Linked DNA regions of Mus musculus: all the other regions are linked to region 1. The links are chromatin contacts, called in public Hi-C maps. All regions are on one chromosome and are shown on one strand. Each heading gives the region's core, a stretch centred on a gene start, on an enhancer-like site or on the middle of the called end of the contact. The rest is flanking DNA. Distances are from core to core; before and after follow the strand shown. Region 1 overlaps Macrod2 (mono-ADP ribosylhydrolase 2). Region 2 overlaps Macrod2 (mono-ADP ribosylhydrolase 2). Region 3 has its middle 310 kb from the start of Kif16b.

What was found. A called contact is a pair of places that touch in the nucleus more often than the background predicts.
Region 2: a contact with region 1 is called in a Hi-C map of the N1E-115 cell line, with 3 times the contacts expected there. The contact joins two enhancer-like sites. A contact is called at or near these places in 4 of 484 Hi-C or Micro-C datasets (the N1E-115 cell line, cerebellar granule neurons, cerebellum and 1 more).
Region 3: a contact with region 1 is called in a Hi-C map of the N1E-115 cell line, with 4 times the contacts expected there. The contact joins two enhancer-like sites. A contact is called at or near these places in 6 of 484 Hi-C or Micro-C datasets (the HL-1 cell line, the N1E-115 cell line, cerebral cortex and 2 more).

What each region holds. Positions count from the first base shown.
Region 1 is chr2:142,252,077-142,255,353 of GRCm38.p6, reverse strand. The region is part of intron 11 of Macrod2 (mono-ADP ribosylhydrolase 2); the gene reads right to left. Among named protein-coding and RNA genes, the nearest start is that of Gm25583, 610 kb to the right of the region's middle. Within about 2 kb of position 1,538, at least 20 of the 459 cell types and tissues checked have an H3K27ac peak or open chromatin away from gene starts, as enhancers often do. A contact at or near this core is called in the N1E-115 cell line, where this site is marked.
Region 2 is chr2:141,995,914-141,999,354 of GRCm38.p6, reverse strand. The region is part of intron 8 of Macrod2 (mono-ADP ribosylhydrolase 2); the gene reads right to left. Among named protein-coding and RNA genes, the nearest start is that of Gm25583, 360 kb to the right of the region's middle. Within about 2 kb of position 1,949, at least 7 of the 459 cell types and tissues checked have an H3K27ac peak or open chromatin away from gene starts, as enhancers often do. A contact at or near this core is called in the N1E-115 cell line, where this site is marked.
Region 3 is chr2:142,588,352-142,591,924 of GRCm38.p6, reverse strand. No RefSeq gene overlaps it. Among named protein-coding and RNA genes, the nearest start is that of Kif16b, 310 kb to the left of the region's middle. Within about 2 kb of position 2,129, at least 26 of the 459 cell types and tissues checked have an H3K27ac peak or open chromatin away from gene starts, as enhancers often do. A contact at or near this core is called in the N1E-115 cell line, where this site is marked.

The DNA.
Region 1 (3,277 bases), core at 289-2,788:
CCAACACTTATGATCTTACTGTGTTTTCAGTGCCACCCCTTGGTGCTGCTCATTCTTTTCTGGTTTGGTTTGATTTGAGCTTTGAGACAGGGTTTCACTCTGTGTCCAGTCTGGCCTTGACCTTGCAGTTTTCACGATTGTATCTCCTGAGTGCTGGGAAGGTAGGCATGGGCTGTTTTGCTACCTGTTCTTCATGCAAAAGCAGACGTATGAGAATCCTCCCCGAGGGCGGGGAGGGGGGCTTGACTAGCAGAGATAAAACAACAACCCTAGAACTTGGAGAGACCCATTACCAAGATACTCTGAAAGCAATCCACCGGACAGCATCCACTGTGAACAAGACTGCAGTCAATTAATACCTGAGTATGTACAGGATCTACTCCGTTTGTTCAGCTTGCGGAGAACAGAGCAATTTTGAATATGAGAAGCTAGGGACTTCTCGGTGTGTCTTTAAATCCACTGCAGTAAGTGACATATTTAACAGCACCACACAGCACCTGCTGTTGAGAATCTTCATGAGGATGACAGCACTGATTTTTGTTCTTGGGAGGAAATAGCCATCACGGTTGTTCTTGTTCCCTTAATAAGGCCAAGCTGGTTCGAGAACACGTGCCAAAAATTTAGCCAATTATTTCTTCCCTTCCTCCCTACCAAATGGACTGAACAAGCAGGAGAAGATCTGCCAGCTTTCCTCGAACAGACAGACTTCATAATGTAGATTTCACAAAAGGTCTGAAGTCTGTAGGTGACAGGCTGCCTTTAAAATTAGTCTGGTTCCTATGTCCCTTCTAGTGTGACTACGACAGAGACAGAGAGGATCCTTAACTGGAGAATACAGTCAGAGAAGGAAACAAGTCTTAGGAATGTAAGGAACTGTTTCTGGCAGTTAAAAAGAAATTCACATTCAGATGCCCAGATGCAGTGCTCTTATACAGGGGTTTACTCAGCAGCTCACCCAGGATTTCCTCTGCCTTCCCATGCAGGTCATAGATCTCCCTAACAAACATCCCAGGGGCACGTTTTTCTTCCCTATTTTGAGTTTCAGCTGTAATTTTCTACGTGAGTATTTCTGCTCTTGGGAAGCCAGCTTAGGAATCACTTCGCATGTTTATCTTGGAAGAAAGGTATTCTAGAAGTAGGCTGGGTTTGCCACTTGAGTAGCATGCCCTCAGCTGTAAAGGTACGTTTTCAATTTCAGAGACAATTCACGCTCAAATCCAGCAGGGGGCGCCAATGCAGAAGACTTGCTCTCAAAGCCCACCGTGCACTCTTGGGCAATTAGATTAGCATGCATTTCACTGTCTTTTAGAAGGACATTCTGGCTGCGTTCTATCTTTCCATCCATTTTAAATGCTTCCACCGAGTGAGTTCTTACTGAAAAAGTGGGCCTCTGCCGGTGTATGCGTGGGGTGGAGGTGGAGGGAGAGGAAGACACCACACGGACTCTCATTACCCGGTTACCAATAAGTGTTTGGTAAGGAGCAGCTCAATCTGTCTATCTTCACAGGAAACATATAAAGAATAAAAAGTTAAGTGGGGTAGGGCATATAAACTTGTGGTTTCTAGAAGGGACTTTAAAAGGGTTACAATAAATGTGAAGCAATACCTACCTACAGGGAAGCACTGGGCTATTTTGTTAGCTGAAAAATAAATGTCCCACAGAAGCTAGAGTTTCCCAGCTACTGCACATGTAGGAACATCTATCCACTTGTGATAATACACTTCCATGGCTTTTGTGTAGTGTGTGATGTGGCGTTTTATTTTCCCACCCTAAAAAGCAGAATAACCAGCAAGAATTTTTCTGTTGTCTCCTTCCCGGTGTTTTTAGTATTATTTCTGACCATCTATCTTTTAAACCATATTTATTAAGCATGTGCTATTTGCAAGAACACATTCCATGAAGTTTACATGAATAATATGAGAGTTTTTGCCTGCAGAATAAATTCATTCTCAAAGAAGGGATCTGTCACCGCTGGGCTGTGACAGGAATTCTGTGCGTGTTTAATTCTCTATTGAGAGAGATGGCAAGGCGGAATCCCAGCATTATGGCCTGAAGGTGTTATCTTGATATTTTTACTTCTTTCCACAGCTATGCATAGAAACGGAAATAGGGAAGGGAAATCAATCAGGGTAAGTCCCTGGCTACTGCTGGGCCAGCGGGCTGACGTGTACTGATCGCTGGCACGCTGTTACCTTTTCTTACTCTGGTCTCCGGAATTTTAGACACAAGCAAATCAGTTCAGATACAGCAGTTCACAGATTAAATTCTTGGTCTACGGTATAACTGTTTGTCAGTGTCCTCCGTCGGAGAGTAGGAAGCTCACGTCCCTGACGTTGGACTTAGCTGCTTGACCTGGACAATTAAAGACAAGTGGATAAGACCAGCAGTACTTCAATGTGCTGCAGAGCTGGACATGTGTCTTGTGCTTCCACCGTCTGCCATGGGGAAGAAGACGCTTTGTCAGGTGCTGGTTGACGGAGGACAAGAAGTAGGTAGAACAGCCTTCGACCCAGAGTAGAGTGAGGACAAGATTAAGGAATTCACATCTCAAAATGGAACCACCTAGCCGATCCTAGCCAATCTAGTTGATCAGGTGACCAACCTACAACCTGCAGACTCAGGTTCCCATGAGCATGAGAAAAACCAAAACCAAAACCAAAAACCTTCTTGTAAGTAACTAGAAGTCAGGAGAACTTTTGGCATTATTATTGATGAAAGTAACTGATAATAGTTGAGTAATATATATGGTATGTTTTTCTGTTATTTCTTACTAAGTGTTGACACTTTTGTGTATATTGTAGGTACTTGTATATAGTCCTACTTGTATGCACAGGTGTGTGTGTGTGTGTGATATGTAGTAAATCTGTACATGGATGTGCAGATAAGGGTACCCATGAAGGTGGTCAGAGCTAGAAGAGGATTCCAGGCGTCCTGCTATATCACTCTTTGTCTTAGTCCCCTGATGTAATGTCTCTCACTGAATCTGCAGCTAGACTGGTAGTCAGCAAACTCCAATGATTCTCCTGTCCCTGACCCTGTACAGTCAGTGTGGCAATGTCCAGCTGTTTGCACAGGTGATGGAGATTTGAACTCAGACCCTCATGCCTATGCAGCAAGAGCACTTACCACTGCACCATCTTACCAGTCCCTACCCACCTTATTTACTGATTGATTGAGACAAGGTCTCTCATTCATCTGGAATGGCTGGCCACCAAGCCAATCCTCCTTAGGTGGAGTTACAGGCACCCAGTACTGCCCCTGGCATTTTTGCAAAGG
Region 2 (3,441 bases), core at 700-3,199, 260 kb after region 1:
CATAACACAAAGTCCTTAAGGCTCAATCCTGTTAGTTCAGATCCTCTCTCCAAGAGCATTTCCCCTCTTTGATGGTGGGGTTCAAAGCAACATGGAAGACAATGAGGCAGAGGTTTGGGGGCTGGGATGTTTGCCAAACACATCATGTTGAGATCTCTTCTCTCCCCACAGCTATTTTCCGGAGTGGCAGCAGTAGCTGCAGCCAGTGACTTGGAGAAGCAGGCATGGTGCCCAGCCTTTGCTGCAGTGCTGGCTGGACCTACCTTCATGGGGACATTGTGTAAGCGCTAGTAGCACTTGCCAAGAGGACTCCCCTAACACGGCACCCTGTGCCTGCGGTTCTTCAATTACCAATTCATTTATTCAAGCTGGCCGATCTTATTGGGGTTATTGTCTAGGTGCTTCCTAGGTGTTCTCCTAGCGTGTCTGAGGCAGTGCACACAAGGATTTGCTTACGTATGGTAAAAGTTAATGCTTTATTAGAGGTGTGTGAAAGTTACATGTTCATAAAAACCTATTGATAAAATCATCCAAAAATAATAAAAAAATATTTTTTCAAGGAGAGTTTTTTTTTTTTTTTTTTTTTTGCCTGTAATATTTACGTGTCACATGTCACAGAGAAATGTTTGTGTGAAACTCACTGTACATATTGGTACGATGGACAATTACTTTTAAAACCCATAATTGTAATCTTGAAGTCGTAGCACGGGCCAGATGTTACAAAGTAATCCATTATAATTTTATATTGTTCAAATAGTTAGTGCTCACTTAAACGTTTGACCCAGACTGTACCCCTTCAAATGGAGAGATGCAACACATCTCTCTCAGTTTCTTCACTGTCTTTAGTTGGTGTTAAACCTGGAACTGACTTTTCATATATGCTTCAGTGTTTGAGCTCAGCATCCAGTCGAAGGGCAGATAGAAACAGCTAATCATGACAAATAAGTGAGATCTGCAGCCTCTCGAATTATAAACTTCTGGCTCTGATACACAGGATGCTGAACACAAGCCAGAAAATGTCACTTGAAATGACTTGGTTTCGAGGGAGCTGCTTGCATTTAGCAAGATACTCGGAGTTCTCAGGGCAAATGCAATGCAAAATGTTAAAATATAATAAAATAAAGTGAAATATGCAGCTTTGACTGCTCTCTGCATGTAAAAGAGCTGTGCTTTTGATTATTTTGACTAGAGGTGGGTGGCAGGGCTATATGCTGAGTTTCTAAATTAAATTTCAGGCCCATGGGCATTTGAAAAATATACGACCTATCTGAAAAAAAGGACTTGGTTTTTGGTTCAACTTTTTATAAAAGTATGAAAGAAAAACAGATTTCTGGATTTTAGCCCACAATAGCAATCTAACTTGCTAGAAACACTGTGGCTTTATAATCAATATTTGCATGGGCATTGCCTGTCTAAATTGATTTTTAAGTGGAATGTTCAAATGCATGACGCACATCACTCTTAATCATTGTTAAAACGAAAGCCAGGAACATTCGTTAGAAGGTTCTGGTGTCATGTTTATATAGCTTTTGTGGAAGCAAAGAGGATGCAGCTTTCTTTAATATAAGAGGAATAAAAAATGTTGCAAGCAGGTTGGTTTTTTTTATTAAGGATTTAAAGTGAAAGAAATCTAACCTGAAAGTTTTTACATAATCAAATACCAACCAAGTCTAAAACGAGCACAGGAAATAAAGTCAAACCATCAAATTGCTTCCTTACCGGAATAACATACAAAGTAGATTATTACCAGTTTATACACAACAGGGGAAAAAATGGACACACGTATGAGTGTTTTGCTAACCTAATTAAAGGTTTGTGGATACACACATTTGCAGAGGCTCAAGTTTCCTTTCCAAGCTCCACTGTGATAATGAACACACACAGAGGCCTGACCACTTAAAATGTCATTGCTGCCACAAGAGGTTACAAGTTTGTCCTTAGTGAACTCACATGGGTTATGTAACAAAGATAACTTCCATTCTAATGACTGTCCACACACTTTTAAAATAATCGGCCTTACAGGACTGTAACAACTTTCAGTCTTTTAGCGAGCTTCGGTGTGTTTTATCTTAATAAAGTGTCTTAGTCACATACTGCATCAGGAAGCAAATGCATGAATCATCTTGAGGGATATGGATTCTTGTTGGCTGCTACAGTAATTCTTGCCACATTGAAAATTAAAAAAAAATGTTTTAAGAGAGATACTGGTGGTATATTCTTAAAGATATAGGTTGAGCAGCCCAATCGAAGTTAACTCATTGGATAACTCTTAGGGTTCAATCTATCTGGCATTCTAGAGTCAAAGATAAAAGTAGATTAATAGTTTAATTAAATATGTTAGATACCCTGGGTATTGTAGCTATTATACCTTTGACCTCATGGGAGACTATCAGAACTGTAAGGGAAATGAAAACCGAGGTTACATATTTATGCTGGCAGCTGACCTGAAAAGCATACCAAGCAAGCTGTACTGTAATTAACCAAAAGATCCAGTAAATTATGAGATCAATAAAATATCCTGGGTGCCATAGTTTGAAGAACTAGTTAGTACATTCCTAATTTATAGGCATAAGCTTTCAGGGCCTGTAAGGAAGATAAATAAAAATGCCTAGATAAAAAAAAAAATAGGCATGCATGGTTGACAATTCTGAAATATGCTTTTTACAGCTCATGAGGAGGCACGTGTGCATTTTGCTGCATGCTTTCTTATCTAGAGCAGGGCAGAACACTAAAACCAGCGTGCATGTGCCTCCATTTCCTATAAGTCCTCAGAAACCGAATTAATCGCTGCTTGTCAAAGGAGGAGCTTCTGCTATTAAGCTGAAAGTAACGGTGAGGTCACGGATGGCTTTGGCCTACTGCAAGCATCTGTGTTCTCCATTTGGGAAAAATACTGTATGCCTTAAGTATTCAATGTATATAACCAATTTGTGTTAGATATTATGGAATATTCAAACACACACACACACATACACACACACACACACACTCATATTCAAGTATACATGCATAGCCCCTCAAACAAATACGCATTATCAACAGGTACTGTTGAGCTACATACCATTTGAAGACCACAAGGATTCAAAACGAGAAATTCAAAATTTGGTGAGGAGAAAAAAAAGGTGGCAAAAATGTTTCAGTTCAAGGTGTTAATGATTATTATGGCAAAATGTCACAATTGACGTGGAGTCAGAGAATATCTCCCAAATCAACTTGGAAGGGAGATGATGGGATGGATGGGTTAGGATCTGATAAGCATAATGATACTTTATTATTTAGTTACTAAACCATTTTAAAGAGTTTCCAGCTCCCCATAAGCACAAATACCTCCTTCCCAGACTTCTTCTCCCCTGAATCCTGCCTGATTCATCTGCATCCTACTGTCTCAGCTCCAGGGAACCCTCTGGGGAGGCCTATTGTCTCAGTTACAGTTCTATTGAT
Region 3 (3,573 bases), core at 880-3,379, 340 kb before region 1:
CTTCTAAAGTTTCCTTCTTCCTATAAATGTCTATGTTTGTACCAAGCTGACAAATCCCCCAAAACAGTACGATTAGCTATGGACCAAGTGTTAACACAAGAACCTTTGAAAGACATTTCACAGTCTAGCCACAATAGCAGAGCTATGAGACACCTTTGTGGAAAAGTGAATATCCATCAGCCAAGGCCCCAAACAAACAACATACAAAACAAAGCAACAAAACAACAGAACAAAATTTCAGTAATAACAAAAACGCAAAAAGATAATTTAACCAAAATGATCATTTGGGGAAGATGGAATTTAAACGTTTCAGCCCAACTTTGGGATCCTGACTTGAGCGTAAATAGAGATTGATGGAAGTGGGTGAGAAGAAGTAAGAGTCTTTGTCCAGTTGTCTCCAGTTGATCCTATCTGGTTCTGCAGGGTGTCCTTGAAGAGTTCCTCACTGCTTAAGGATTCAGAGATATGTTCCTGCTTGAGGGGTGAGGCTTCATGGGCTAGTGTGTGTGTGTGTGTGTGTGTGTGTGTGTGTGTGTGTGTGTGAGAGAGAGAGAGAGAGAGAGAGAGAGAGAGAGAGAGAGAGAGAGACTCTGTTGTTCCTGAAACCCCAAACATATAAGGTTGGAAAAACTCACTGGAGACTTTCAGGCACCTTTTTGGAGGTCAGGGACAGGGTGGCATAAATCCAACTGTAAAATGCCTCAGCTGCTCTTATCTCTGTGCATTGGGCTTTGAAGGGGGATGTGATCTGTCAGGTTTCACCAGCTTTTAGACAGACACTTACTGCATGATTAACATGTCTACATGCAGAGGTAAGCAGGAGTCTGTCCCAAAGTAAAAGAGACAGATATAGACCAGCTTAATGAGGCATGACTGTGATCTCAGAACTTGAGGAAGAAAGATTGGTTCAAGTTCATAGCCTGCCAGGGTTATCTAGTGAGACCCATCTAAAAGAAAAACTGGAAGAAAAAGGAAAAGAAAAAAATATAAAAGGAGACAAATATAAAATGAAAGCTGAGATGCCAGGCTTTTATCTTGCCCTTAGTTAGCTTGAGGGTCCAAGCAAAGAGTTCTGGTTTTCAGTTAAAGCAGTAACTAACTACTGGTAACAACAAGAGATGGTGGCAGGCATGGCTGATTTTCTGATCACAGCCTTGAGGGAAAGTTAGCCAGCACCCCATGGCTAAGATACTCCTGGGTTCCTGACCTCAGGACCCATGAGATTATATATACTTGCTCTCTCCAGCTGCTCCATCTGGGAGAGCCAGATAATTTGTTATGCAGAAATAGGTAACTGCTATGCCGTCCCTTCTGCATCTTCAGCTACTTCCTCTGTACAAATGTACATAGTCAAGGGGCACCCCTGAACAGCTGTTCTGAATAAAACTAAAAGAAGCAAGAAAGAGAGACACAGACACAAGGAGGGGCGAGAGGCATCTGGAAGATGTCTCCCGCTCCTCAGTCATTTGCTCTGCGTTTCTTCCCTGGATGCCGAGGTCTTTTAGAATGATCAGCCAAGCTGAAAACAGTCTTCTCAGGGTTAAGATGGCATCGACAAGTAATTTAATGCTTTCTTTTGATTGGATTAGTGGCTAAGCCATTGACTAGTCTCTCCAGCTGAGACAAGGAAAGTTTAGCCCAGTTAAATTAAATCTCTTCGGCATCATTGGTTCGAACAGCCTACTCACTTCTGCACCAGATGCTCAGAACATTTTTGTTGTTGTTGTTGTTGTGGAATGTGAAGAGAAGCAAAAAGAATGAATCCTCTTTGCTTAGGCGGGAGGACTGATCGCCTTACCTACCCAGCATGATTATTGCAGCACATATGGTTTAGAGGCGCTGAGAAAGGTAATGGATCTGCCGGAATTAGCACCTGACTTGGGCGAGCACCGGAGCAGAAACTCTCCCTCCTTTTAACACGCGGGCTCAGTGAGGCAGGCCAAGCCTCATAATCACCATCGATTATCTCATTCGCCATGACTCCTGGGAAATCTTGGGTGAAAGCAAATTGAATCCGATATTTGCTGCCTCTGTTGTCAAAGAGACCACTTTCAGATTAATTCCAGGATGACAGCAGCCCAGACAATGGAGCCCTGCAGTAGTGTGACCAAAGGGGCTGCCAGGCACAGAGAGAAGATGCCCCTCTTGTGAGCAGATGTATAGAGAAGGTGGCTTTGGAGCAAAGCACCATCAGAACATAGAGGATTAGTCACAGAGGGTGGCTCCTTCAAGGAACTGATTGTTAACAAAGGTTAATTAAACCAGGCCCAGGCCTCATTGCTCCCGAGGGTGTCCTTGGCTCCCTAAGGAGGAAACTGCTGCCTGGGGGCTCTGGGATAGGACTCCAGGCACAAAGAGAATAAACCCTCTCATGGACCCAGGCTGGGTCATTCCAAGGACTCCCTTGGCCTTAGGGAAGGAGGATGAATCAGTGAAACTTGAAAAGGGCAAGTGTTTGTTTACAGGGAGACAAAGATTAGGGGCTGGCAAGTCCTTCTGGAAGCCCAGTGGTATCACTGATTGAGAACTCAGCCCTGAAGGCTGAATTCTCTGCTAATAACCTGCTTAGAGAGCAACCCGTAGCAAGTGCAGACTCTCTTCTCATTTAATTTATATTACTTATTTAATTAGCTATTTATTTGTTTAGTGTGTGTGTGTGTGTGTGTGTGTGTGTGTGTGTGTGTGTGTGTGTGTGCTTGATCATGCATTCATGTACCTGGGTGTGTGTTTATTGTAGTTTAAACCAGTATTTCATACAAGCTAGGCAAGTCTCTACTAAGTGCCCAGCTCTTTCACTGTTCTTTTTTAGACCCAGTGTTCTGTACTTCCCCAGGCTAGCCAGAACTACTATTTATCTCAGAACAGGGCTTGATCTTGATCTCCTCCTACTTCAGTTTCCCAAGGAACCAAGATTACAGACCTGTGCCAGTAGATCCAGGCAAGAATCATCTATTTCTGACCCTGAGAGAGGAGACTTCCCAAAAAGGGGATCCATTCTTTTAATCAGGGGCTCCAGATCACATGTGTTACAATTCCCAAAGAGCATTGTGGTCTGACTATCATGGGCAATAAACACCATACCAGCCAGAAAAAGCAACTAGAGTGAAATCAGTCTTCAGGAACCAACCCGGCTGGCAAGTTGTGCCTGTGGGCCTCATCAAGTAGAGTCAGTGAGACATTCGGGTGGTATTATTTATCCAGTACCTGACCTTGTGGCAAACATTATAGGTTTGCATAAATGACAAAAGTGACACAAAAAGAGAAGCATTTCTGTTTTAGAAACCCAATCACCTTAGGTACCTGCTCTCCTCTCAGGCTTGGTGTGTTCTCCTACTTCTAAGGACTCGCACTTATAGCTATGTGTCACTGGCTGTCTCTTGGTCTATCAGGGCTTGCTTCACAGAACTGGAAGCAGTTTAGAATTCATGTCTCCTCTCCCTGAGTAGGGCCACCATTGCACATATCGTCTAGAGTCCCTGAAGCTAGGTTGAAGCTGCACCTCTGTGAGACTTTGACAATGCACCAGCTTGGCTTCCTACACTACATCTGTCTTGGTTTCCGATTTAGTCTCCG